Linked DNA regions of Mus musculus: regions 1 and 2 are each linked to region 3. The links are chromatin contacts, called in public HiChIP or PLAC-seq maps. All regions are on one chromosome and are shown on one strand. Each heading gives the region's core, a stretch centred on a gene start, on an enhancer-like site or on the middle of the called end of the contact. The rest is flanking DNA. Distances are from core to core; before and after follow the strand shown. Region 1 holds the start of Sgsm3 (small G protein signaling modulator 3). Region 2 overlaps Tab1 (TGF-beta activated kinase 1/MAP3K7 binding protein 1). Region 3 holds the start of Fam83f (family with sequence similarity 83, member F).

Region 1 (3,413 bases), core at 64-2,563, 310 kb before region 3:
ATCTAAAGCCATCTTCTGACCTTTGCAGGTCATGCACTCATGAACACACACACATTTAAAAAAATTAAATTTTAAAAGTTTAAAACCAATCAACCAATCAACCAAAAAACCAAGATGAGATAATGATGAAGAAGCTACATTAAGGATTTGGGGACAGCTCAGTAGTGGAGGGAGGCCCTGGGTTCCATATGGAATAATCAACAACAACAGTAGCAGCAGCAGCAGCACACACATAGGTCACGGGGAACAGAGTATGGGAAACTGATCATTAATGCTTGGAGTCAGAAGAAAGCTGGAGGCTAACAGAGGGCTTAAGGGGGAAAAGAACCAGGAACTGTGCGTGCCTGAAAACTCAGTCACCAGCACAGTCAGAAAAGCTACAAAGAAAAAAAGATGAAACTGAAAAGTAGTCCGGTTGAAGATGTGAATTTGGAGGCTTGAGAGCGCACACCTTCAGTTCGGCACTTGGAAAGCAGAAGCAGGCAGAGCTCGGAGTCTGAGGCCAGCCTGGGCTACAAACATGAATTTACCTAGAAAGATTTCTTTTAAGGAACCGGATAGACAGACAGACAGACAGACAGACAGATAATACCCACTCCCCTGTCATCTCTAAAAACTCACCACCAACACCAACAAAAACCTAAACAAAAACAAAAACAAACCCACCATAGCCCATCATAAATTTCCTATGCATCATGAGACGGGAAGACACGGCACAATCTGTCACTGACAAGGAAACTTTAAAGCATCTGTATTTCCTATTACTGCCCTATGAAAGCAGTCGGGACCCACACCTAAATCTCAGGGTAATTTCAGGACCTCTAACCGGAAGCACACGAGGCGACCCCTGCCTACACGTCCGCCTCAGTTTCCCCGCTGCTAACACTCGGCCTAGGCACTGAACCCGAGTCTTCCAGGGGAACAGCTAAGTCGGCTCTGAGGGAGAGTTGCCACCTGCCGAGACGCCCGCCGCTGCGTCAGGCGCAGTTCCTCCGGGTCGCCGGGAGCCGCCGGAGGGGGTGGGTCTGTCACTGTCACGCGCGTCCCGGGTCGCCGTGGGAGCAGCCACGCCGCGGCGGCTCGCCGCCCCCGCCTGAGGCGGCGCCTTCCCCGCCGCCTTCCCCTCAGCCCGTACCCCGCGGCCTCCACTCAAGAGGCAGGTGAGCGTCCCCCTCGCCGGCCCGGAGACTCGGAGACTCGCGCACCGCTCACCTGTCTCGCGGCCACCTCAGCACCTCGGCAGGTCAGGCTAGCAGCTGCCTCCTAGTCGGCGCGCACTGCTGCCCTTCTGCGCACGCGCGGGCCGCAGAGCCGGTGGCCGTGGGGCATGCTGGGGGCTGTAGTTTCGCGGGAAGACTGGCCCATCCCAGGTTCCAGGCGTCCTTTAGAGGTAGGTACCCCAGGCACCCGGTCTGTGATGCAAGCAACTCGTGGTTGTTTGGGAGCAGTCAGGATGGAGTCAGTGCACAAGTCCAGAAACTGGTCTTCTCTTTCAGGCTCACAGAGCTGGCTTCTAGACCAGATTAATCTAGTTTTCCATCAGTCACAGGCCCTGGGGAAAGCAGTAATTGATTGAGGTCATGACTAAGAAGGAAGCGGTGTGTGGAACCTGAGCACCTGCTTTTGAGTCACTCGTAACATTTTGCGCATCCATAAAAACCCGGAACTTACGGTTTCCGTGAGAACTCAATGTGTATGGAAAACGTTTAAACACAGCACCAAAGAACAATCCAGAAAGATGGCAGCTGACACTGTCACTGCTGGCAAGGAATCTAATCTGAACCCGCCCCCCCCCCCTCCCTCATTTCAGAAAGGCTATCAACAGCATTAAAGGGACATCTCAGCCAAATCTGAAAAGACACTGACTGCGACCAACACCGGTTTGAAGTGTTGGTTCGTACTTGTGCCCAGGTCAATGAAGCAAACTCTACAAACCGCAAGGTGGACTCAGTCATGACCTGGCCGTACAATAAACAGCTTACAAAGCACATTAGCAGGTTTTTCACATCACCCAAGCACAGGAATGGGCTGAATGCAGAATGAATGTTATTCTCATTTGTTTCAAAAATTCCTTCCCTGAGAGACTTAAATATTTACCAGATCCTTATAAGGTGCCAATGACGAATCGAAGTACGATCTCAGCAAAGTTCAACCTGGAGAGCCAATGAATCTGTTAGGCTTACTTACAGAGCATAGATGATAGATTGCATACAGGAGCATGGGTAACATGCAGCCATACTGCCGTCTTCACCCGAAATGGAATATGGCTTCCCCACAGCTCAGGAGGACATGGAGCCCCTGAAGCATATATGACCCGGCGCATCCAGAGATTTTTGAGGTCATGTGCAATTAGGGTAGAACTGCCTCCAATGGCTGTGAGGAGCAGCTGTAATCTCAAGTCTGGGGTGGGAAGGGGCAGACAGTTGCCCTCTTCAGTCCCTCCTTCTATGAGGGAACGCCAACAGTCAAAAAAGCCCCACGGTGGTGACTGCTAGCAAACAGGCACGGCTGACTTTCTGACGGAAGTGTTTAGAGAAGGACCCGGATGGAAATAACAGGAGCTAGGAAGTGGTAACATGGAATCTGTGTTGATTACCTAAGTAGTCTGTTTGTCTTTTCAGTCACAGCACCCTTTTAATTTGTGTGACTCATCCCCAGCACACACATTAAAAATTGAAAGATGCATGTGTTTTATTGTATGTGTATTAGTGCTTTGCCCACATGAGTATACATGTACCATGGTGCCTGGCGCTTGAGGAGGCTAGAACTGGAGTTACAGATGGTCCTGAGTCACCACGTGGAAGCTGGGATTGAACTCAGGTCCTCTGTTAAAGCAACAAGTGCTCTTAATCACTAAATCACTGAGCCAACTCTAGCCCCTCAGTTTTTGCGTGTGGTTTTTGTTTTTTTGATTTTTGTTTGTTTTTGTTGTTGTTGTTGTTTGTTTGTTTGTTTGTTTGTTTGTTTTCGAGACAGGGTTTCTCTGTGTAGCCCTGGCTGTCCTGGAACTCACTTTGTAGACCAGGCTGGTCTCGAACTCAGAAATCCACCTGCCTCTGCCTCCCAAGTGCTGGGATTAATGGTGTGTGCCACCACTGCCCGGCTCAGTTTTCATGTTTTAACATGGTCTCTTCACATACCTTTTGCTGACCTGGAGTTCCCTGTGTAAAGCAGGGTGGCCTCAAACTCCCAGAGATTGTTTGCCTTTGCCTTCTAAGTTGCTGAGGTTAAGGGGGTGTGCCATCAAGTCTGCCTTATGAAACATTTATTTCAAAATGCTACGTAAGAACTGTGCAAATATGTTTAGGCTACAGGAAAGGCTGTTAGTCAGAAAGAGGAGAAAGAAAACAAGCACACAAAAAACTGTTTAATGCTCCTAGGACCATCAGTGCCCAGGCAAGGCTCCTTTCAGT
Region 2 (3,318 bases), core at 644-3,143, 510 kb after region 3:
GCAGGTCTACTGTCTCTGTGGAGGGAGCTGAGGGCCACAGCAGTCCTCAGGACACCTGAGAGGTAGCAGACCCTAACTAGTAGGGAGTTCTGCATGTGGAGCCCTGTGCTAAGAGCCTCTGCCCAGCAGAGGGGAGGATGTGGGGGACCCAGTGACCATAGAGGACAGAGCCCAGCTTTGTTCCTAAGCAGACAGCTTTTCAGCCTGTAGGCAGGCGATCCAGAGATGGATGAGTAAAGGCCTTAGATGAGAAAGAGGAGGTATGTTAAAGAGATCTTTCAACCAAATAAAACCAACCAGCTTGGGGGGGGGGGGCGAGGCAGGGGAGGGGCAAGGGCCCTGACCTGTGACCTAAGCCTCATGAAGTTACCACCCCACCCCATCCCTGGACTCACTCTCTGGAGAACAGAATACCACTGCCTTCTTTAGCTCAGACAGCAGGCTTGTGGCAAAACACATGTTCAGTGGGTGAGGGCAGTGATGTGTGCAGCTAGGAGGTCTGAGTTCAAATCCCAGCACTGCCACTTACCAGTCCGGAAAGCCTGGCTCCCAAACCTCCTGAGCAGAACAGGAGGCAGCCACCTTTTGGGTGCTTAAGTTACAGATAGACAAGATGACATCTTTACTGCATGAAGAACATGGTTCTATTTCTAGAGACCAAACAGCACCACATTCCTTGGGGAGGACCTCCTTTGTCCCATGTCCTTGTGCACCAGCTGAGAGCTGCTCACCTGCAGGGCACCTGCAGGGCAGAGGTGACTTCCTAGTGGAGAGCAGGAAGGCTTCTTCTTCCCATCACCCCAGGGCTTCTCCTCAGCATGGAGCCAGCAGCCTCGCTTTAGGGAAATGGAGTCTGAGAAGTGCTCTGAATTGGCCTTTGCCACCAGGCCACACTGGGCACCCTGCCCAGTAGCTGCACACAGTGGGGAAAGGGCTGCAGATTTAATCCTGATGGAAGGGCTCAGGTAAGAGGAGCACCCAGCCTTTCTCCTCTGAGCACAGGGGTGGCCACACTGCAGGCAGCTGTGGTAACCCTCCTGTCTGAAGGGAGAGATTCTGTGTGAACAGGTCCCAGTCAGGGCCTGACCAGCAGAGTCTTTTCCCTGCACGTCCGCATCACTGCACCTGATGTCCTTGGTCTTCTGGGTGAGCAAGACTCAACCTCGGCCCTCTCACAGCCGTATCCCACTCCTCTTTCGGCAGAGCCCGGAACCAAGCAGCCTCCTCATCAGCGTGAGGTCTGTTGCCTCAGCACCCCCTATCACTGGCTTCCCAGGACCCGCTGGGAGGAAGGCACTGGCTTCTGACTTGGCCTGCCTCACCCCAGGGCAGGATCTAGCAGAAGCAGAACTGCAGCTGCCTGGTGGGCCTGGCCTACTAACTGCACCCCATTGGGAAGCCAGCTCTCTGAGTTAGCTCAGCTGCCAGCTGGCTGACCTGCAGCCCAGGACTAGCATTCCTTGGCCAGCTCTCTCTGGTACTTCCTTGTCTTGCTCCTCTGTGGCTGTTAATAACCCCTCTGCTTCCCTGGACTTTTCCAGTGACATCCAGTGACAGGCACCCACTCCTGTTATTCGCTACTCTGGATCTAGGAGTTTGGGCTGAAAGGTGGAAAGGGGATAGCCACCCAGAGGTAACGGGCACTCGCAGAGGCCACAGCTCTTCCGGGGGAAGCTGAAGCAGGTGGAGGAGTCTTGAGGGAGCAGTGTCTGTCTGGCCTTTGGTAGCTGGGGTCCACAGGACGGCATCTTGCTAGTCTTTAAACGTGTCAGGAGGCACTCGTGATGGTTTGTAAGCTACCTGCAGCTTTCCCGCTTGGCCCTGTCTTAGGATGCCTGTGGTCTGGACTCCAGCCTCCTGTGTGGACCAGCAGCAATGCAGTCTGTACTCAGGCCACAGCCCAGGGCTGTGGTTGAACCTGCAGCACGTCATGACTCACTGCCCGAGGGTTCCATGGCCCCCGCAAAGGTCAGGAAGCTTGTCTTGCTTTGGCACTGGCCCTCTGTGTCTACACAAAGTTGTGCCCAGGCTGCACTCTGAGGCTAGACTAAGGTGCCGTCATCACGCTCTGCTCGCCGTGGTCCACGCTCCAGAGTCGGTAGAACTCAGCAAAGTCCACATAGGGCTCCACACGGCCATCCTCTCCGGGTGGAAGTGAGTGAGCCGGTCTGGAGCGGAAGAGGCCCCCGTCAGAGCTGGAGCTGCTGCTCTGGGTGTGCGTGTTGGTGGACTGCAGGGTCAGAGTGGGGCTCTGGCTACAGAAGAAGAGAGAGCAGTCAGTCTGGGGGAGCTGCATCAGGGGCCCTCAACTTCCCACCGGTGAAAAGAGCGGCCCTTTAGGCTCAGGCCTCTCTCTCTCTCCCCAGTATCCTACAGAAGTCAGCTGGGTGAGATGTTTTTAAAGACAGGCTGACCTAGGTGACAGAATAAGACTCAGCGCCAGGGGAGGAGATCTGTGAGGCTCGGGCAGTCAGGCTGAGAAGCGTGAAGCTTGCCTGCTTGGCTTTGTGGACACAGCTGCTGGTTTCCTGGGGAAGCCTGGTGGGGAGGGAGGGCTATGCTGATTGTGCTGGGGACAGCACACGGCTACCCAGGATGCCCAGATGTCTACCAGGCCCTTCCATCCACAGAGGTGGTGGCAGGAACAGCAGCAGCACAGACTTGGGGACAGATGGAGGCCCTCTAAAGAGGCAGAGGGAGAGGCAGAGGAAAACAGGGGCACTCCCTCCCTGCCAGCCCTTCTAATTGGCCACATCCGGCTAAGCTCTAAGTGGAGAGGGGCTGGGTGTGGCAGCTGTATTATTCCATCGGTGCAGGGCTGGAATGTGGAAACCAGATCCCCCCCTCCCCCGGAGAGGTGGGGTGGGAGCAAAGTACAAAGTCACAGAAGTACAGGGAGCGGTTGGACAAGAGACCTGTCAGGCAGGTCTGCACCATGCCCCTCCTCTCAGGCCATGACCTCCACCCCCAGTGCCCCTTACACTAGACAGCTGACAGCCATGGCATGCCACAGTGAGAGAGCAGCAGCTCTGACAACCCAGTACAGGCCAGGCAATGTCCCCAACTACAGATGCATGAAGCCAGTGGCCCTGGGTTACAAACTCCAAGACAGAAGAAAAACACGAGAGAAGCTGCCCATGGATGAAAGCTGAGACGTCAGTCAGCTGCCTTGCTTCTTTCTCGGGTCCCCTGTCCACCTTGCCCTGAATCTCCACTTGTCCCAGGTCCAGTTCAATACCTGCTAGAACCTGTGTCTAATAAGACTCCCTACCCAAAAGGTGAGGGTGGAGAATTGGAGGCCAAAGATCCAGAGTCCCC
Region 3 (3,036 bases), core at 58-2,557:
AGCCCACATTTTATCTGGAAACTACCCAAGTACCCAAGGGCACAGAGGAAAAGATTAGTCTTTCACCTACCCCACAGCCAGCTGTCCAACTGGTATTCTAACCAGGCTCCTTGGAAACATCTCTCAACACCCAAGCAGAGCAGATGGGCAAAGTAGGAGCCTCTTCCTGAGCTTGGTCCAGTGCTTTGTGGGAGCACCCAACACTGGGCCAAGCCACTGCTAGAGCTTAAAATAGCGTTCCTCATTCATTTGAGCCTGCTTGGGCTCTAGTGCCAAGCCCAGGAGAGGATGATAATGGGAAAGTCGGGTTGTTTGGGGGAGAAAGGCTCCTAAGAAAAGCTCATCTGGCCCAGAGGGGAAGGGAGGCTATTACCAACTTCATGCGATTGTGAAGATCAAATAGGGAAACGGCCGAGGATACGCCTTGTAAATAAATCCCTGGTGATAGTTCATGATCAAGCCCTTTGAGTGGCTAGTTTAGCACAGGGCCTCACAACTGTCACACTGCCCAAGGAAGATGGATGGTGACAGAGGTATACCAACACAAGGCTAGCGCACCTAGACACTGTAGTAAGAAAAACCAGTGCTTTGCCACGAACTTACACATCCATCTTTCAAAAGGTCTCATCACAGCTGCACAAGGTGAGCGCCAGCGGGGGTCCATTTCCCAGAGGATGGTGAGAGTGGCCCGCAAGTGAGACCAGGCAGGGGAGTGTGTGTGTGTGTGGGGGGTCCCTCTGGTGCAGGACTGGGGCCCGAGGCCTACCTTCTGGGCCTGCTGGATCATCTGCCTGACCACCTGCTTCAGGTGCGGTGCCTTCTCTTCTTTGGGCGGGTGGGTGAAGAGCGTGACTCGGCTCACACCGCGGTAGAAGTTGGTGTCTGTCCACCCCAGGTCCAGTGGGGGCACTTCGGTGTCCGAGCGGTCTGGCCAGTAGGCCAGGGACTCAGTGGGCTGGGCCGGGACCTTGGCCTTGGCCTTAGCCTTGGCACGGGTGCTGGAGACTGCCTCCTCGTAGGGGCTCCAGGCGGCGCAGAGGGCCTGGCGCTCCTGGCTGGAGAGGAAGTCCCGCAGCCGCTCCTTCTTGACCAGTTCGCGGTAGGCCTGCTCGCCTCCACCCAGCAGCGCCTCCAGCGCGGCCCGCCGCCTCTCGCAGTAGTAGAAAGCTGCATGTGCCTCGGTCACCCTCTCGTTCACGTGCGCCTCGTCCAGGCAGCTCAGTTGGGACTCGGCCATGGCGCCCCAGCCCTGTCCCGGGGCCCCAGGCTCGGACCCTGCTGTCCCCACCGCCGCACCTGGAGCGCTCGAGGGGCGGGGCGCCTCACCTGGCCGCGAGGTCCGCCTCGGCCCGCCCAGCGATCGCCAGTCGGCCAATCGGCGCGGGCCCCGGTGCGGGCGCGGCCGTCGGGCGGAGAGGGACCGCCGCCTCTGCAGGGCTTGCGGGGACCTCACGGGCGGCTCAGCCGACGCCCTGCGTCTCTGGCCTACTTAGCCCGGCTGGGGTGCAGAGTGTCGGCGTGGAAGTGAAAGCCCGGCTGTGGTCAGAGGCACGTGCGGCCTTTGAGTCACGCCCGCCTCCCAGCTGCGACCCATCAGTGCAGGGAAGGTCGGCGACCTGACCCCTTTACGCCTCCAGCACCCTCGGGACTCAGCCCCGCGGGTACAGCCTCATCTTCCCGCAGGCAGGGCCCAGAGCACGTGTTCTAGTCCGGACGCCTGCGGAATTTAGTAGCATCCTGACCCACTCCGGCCTTCAGGGTCCAAGTGTGTGTGCTGTTGGGCTAGATCGTCGGACTGTGTAGGGGGCAGTCTGTGTGGGAAAGCAAAGATGCTAATGAAATCCCTAGTTCTCCCGCCCACGCGTCCCAGTTCTGAGATCAGAGGCCTCCAGGGGCTGTCAATTCAACACCAACACCGTCACTACAAAATTTTTTTCTCCTAAAAGAATCACCCAAATAGCAAAGATGTAAGCAGGAGGCAGTGGATTTGCCCCTCATTTTAATTTGAAGTGGTGTGTGCGTGTGTTTGGGCCTGATAGGCTGCCAGAGGCCTGATTACTATATTAGCGATTCAAAATACATGTTTGAGCCCAAGGAAGGAAGCTGAGCACAGACACGCGCGTGCACACCACCACCATCACCACCAGAGGATCTGCTGTTTCCCATTGGATTAAATACAATCTTCTTAGTCATTAACATATTATTTTGTTCGTGTGCTGCTGTACAATTTTGATTCTCCACATTCAAAATATTTTCAGATCATAGCAACCAAAGGTTCACATTTCTCTCATTTTGTAGCACAGCGACTTGGAGCTGGAAGGAGCTTTAGAAATGAGTCCAACCCCCTCATTTCACAAACGAGGAAATTGAGGCCTAGAAATAAATGCTTTTCTATATCTCCCGAGAAAGGAGCGGCTAAGCAAAGGAACTGCTATGCTCTCTGCGGTGAGGGAGGTCCTTTCCCAACATGTGGCCTCCTTTGCTTGTTCTTATAAAGAAACAGAGGTTATTGGGGTTATTAGGGGTGTGTATGAAGGAGTCAATAGGCATCTCTCTCTCTCTCTCTCTCCCTCTCTCTCTCTCCTTCCTTCTATCTCTCTCTCACTCCTTCCTTCTCTCTCTCTCTCTCACTCCTTCTCTCTCACTCCTTCCTTCTCTCTCTCTCTCTCTCTCTCTCTCTCACTCCTTCCTTCTCTCTCTCTCTCTCTCTCTCTCCCCCTCCCTCCCTCCCTCCTCTGTGCTTGGGATAAAACTCAGGGCTTTGGAAAATTAGGAAAGGGCTCTTTCATTGATCTATACCCCACAGCCCCGTTGATGGTCTGGAGAAATGAGTGTTTAGATTGTCTGCAGGGATTGGAGACATGGTTAAGAGCACTGGATGCTTCCCAAAGGACGTGGGCCTATATGGTGGCACACAACCATCAATAGCTCAAGTCCCAGAGCATCTCTGACACTCTCTTCTGTTCTCTTCAGGCACTTGCTATGCATATGGTACATAGACATAACTGCAAACAAAACATCCATACACATAACAAT

The links. HiChIP or PLAC-seq counts read pairs in DNA pulled down with a chosen protein or histone mark.
Region 1: a contact with region 3 is called in a FOXA1 HiChIP or PLAC-seq map of pancreatic cancer cells. The contact joins the promoter of Sgsm3 here to the promoter of Fam83f in region 3. A contact is called at or near these places in 3 of 39 promoter capture datasets (erythroid cells, fetal liver and stem cell-derived epiblast-like cells) and 1 of 115 datasets of contacts at active chromatin or transcription factors (pancreatic cancer cells).
Region 2: a contact with region 3 is called in an HNF4G HiChIP or PLAC-seq map of pancreatic cancer cells. The contact joins the enhancer-like site here to the promoter of Fam83f in region 3. A contact is called at or near these places in 4 of 39 promoter capture datasets (the C10 cell line, HPC-7-derived erythroid cells and liver), 1 of 115 datasets of contacts at active chromatin or transcription factors (pancreatic cancer cells) and 2 of 9 other capture datasets (adipose tissue and embryonic stem cells).

What each region holds. Positions count from the first base shown.
Region 1 is chr15:80,975,665-80,979,077 of GRCm38.p6, reverse strand. Sgsm3 (small G protein signaling modulator 3) reads right to left here and starts at 1,313. Exons shown (of 22, transcript NM_134091.2): 1 at 1,213-1,313.
Region 2 is chr15:80,159,011-80,162,328 of GRCm38.p6, reverse strand. Tab1 (TGF-beta activated kinase 1/MAP3K7 binding protein 1) reads right to left here. Exons shown (of 11, transcript NM_025609.3): 11 at 622-2,255. The coding sequence ends at 2,048. Among named protein-coding and RNA genes, the nearest start is that of Gm31253, 12 kb to the right of the region's middle. Within about 2 kb of position 1,893, at least 150 of the 459 cell types and tissues checked have an H3K27ac peak or open chromatin away from gene starts, as enhancers often do. A contact at or near this core is called in adipose tissue, embryonic stem cells and pancreatic cancer cells, where this site is marked.
Region 3 is chr15:80,670,118-80,673,153 of GRCm38.p6, reverse strand. It overlaps Fam83f (family with sequence similarity 83, member F), which reads right to left and starts at 1,307. Exons shown (of 5, transcript NM_145986.2): 1 at 767-1,307. The coding sequence starts at 1,237.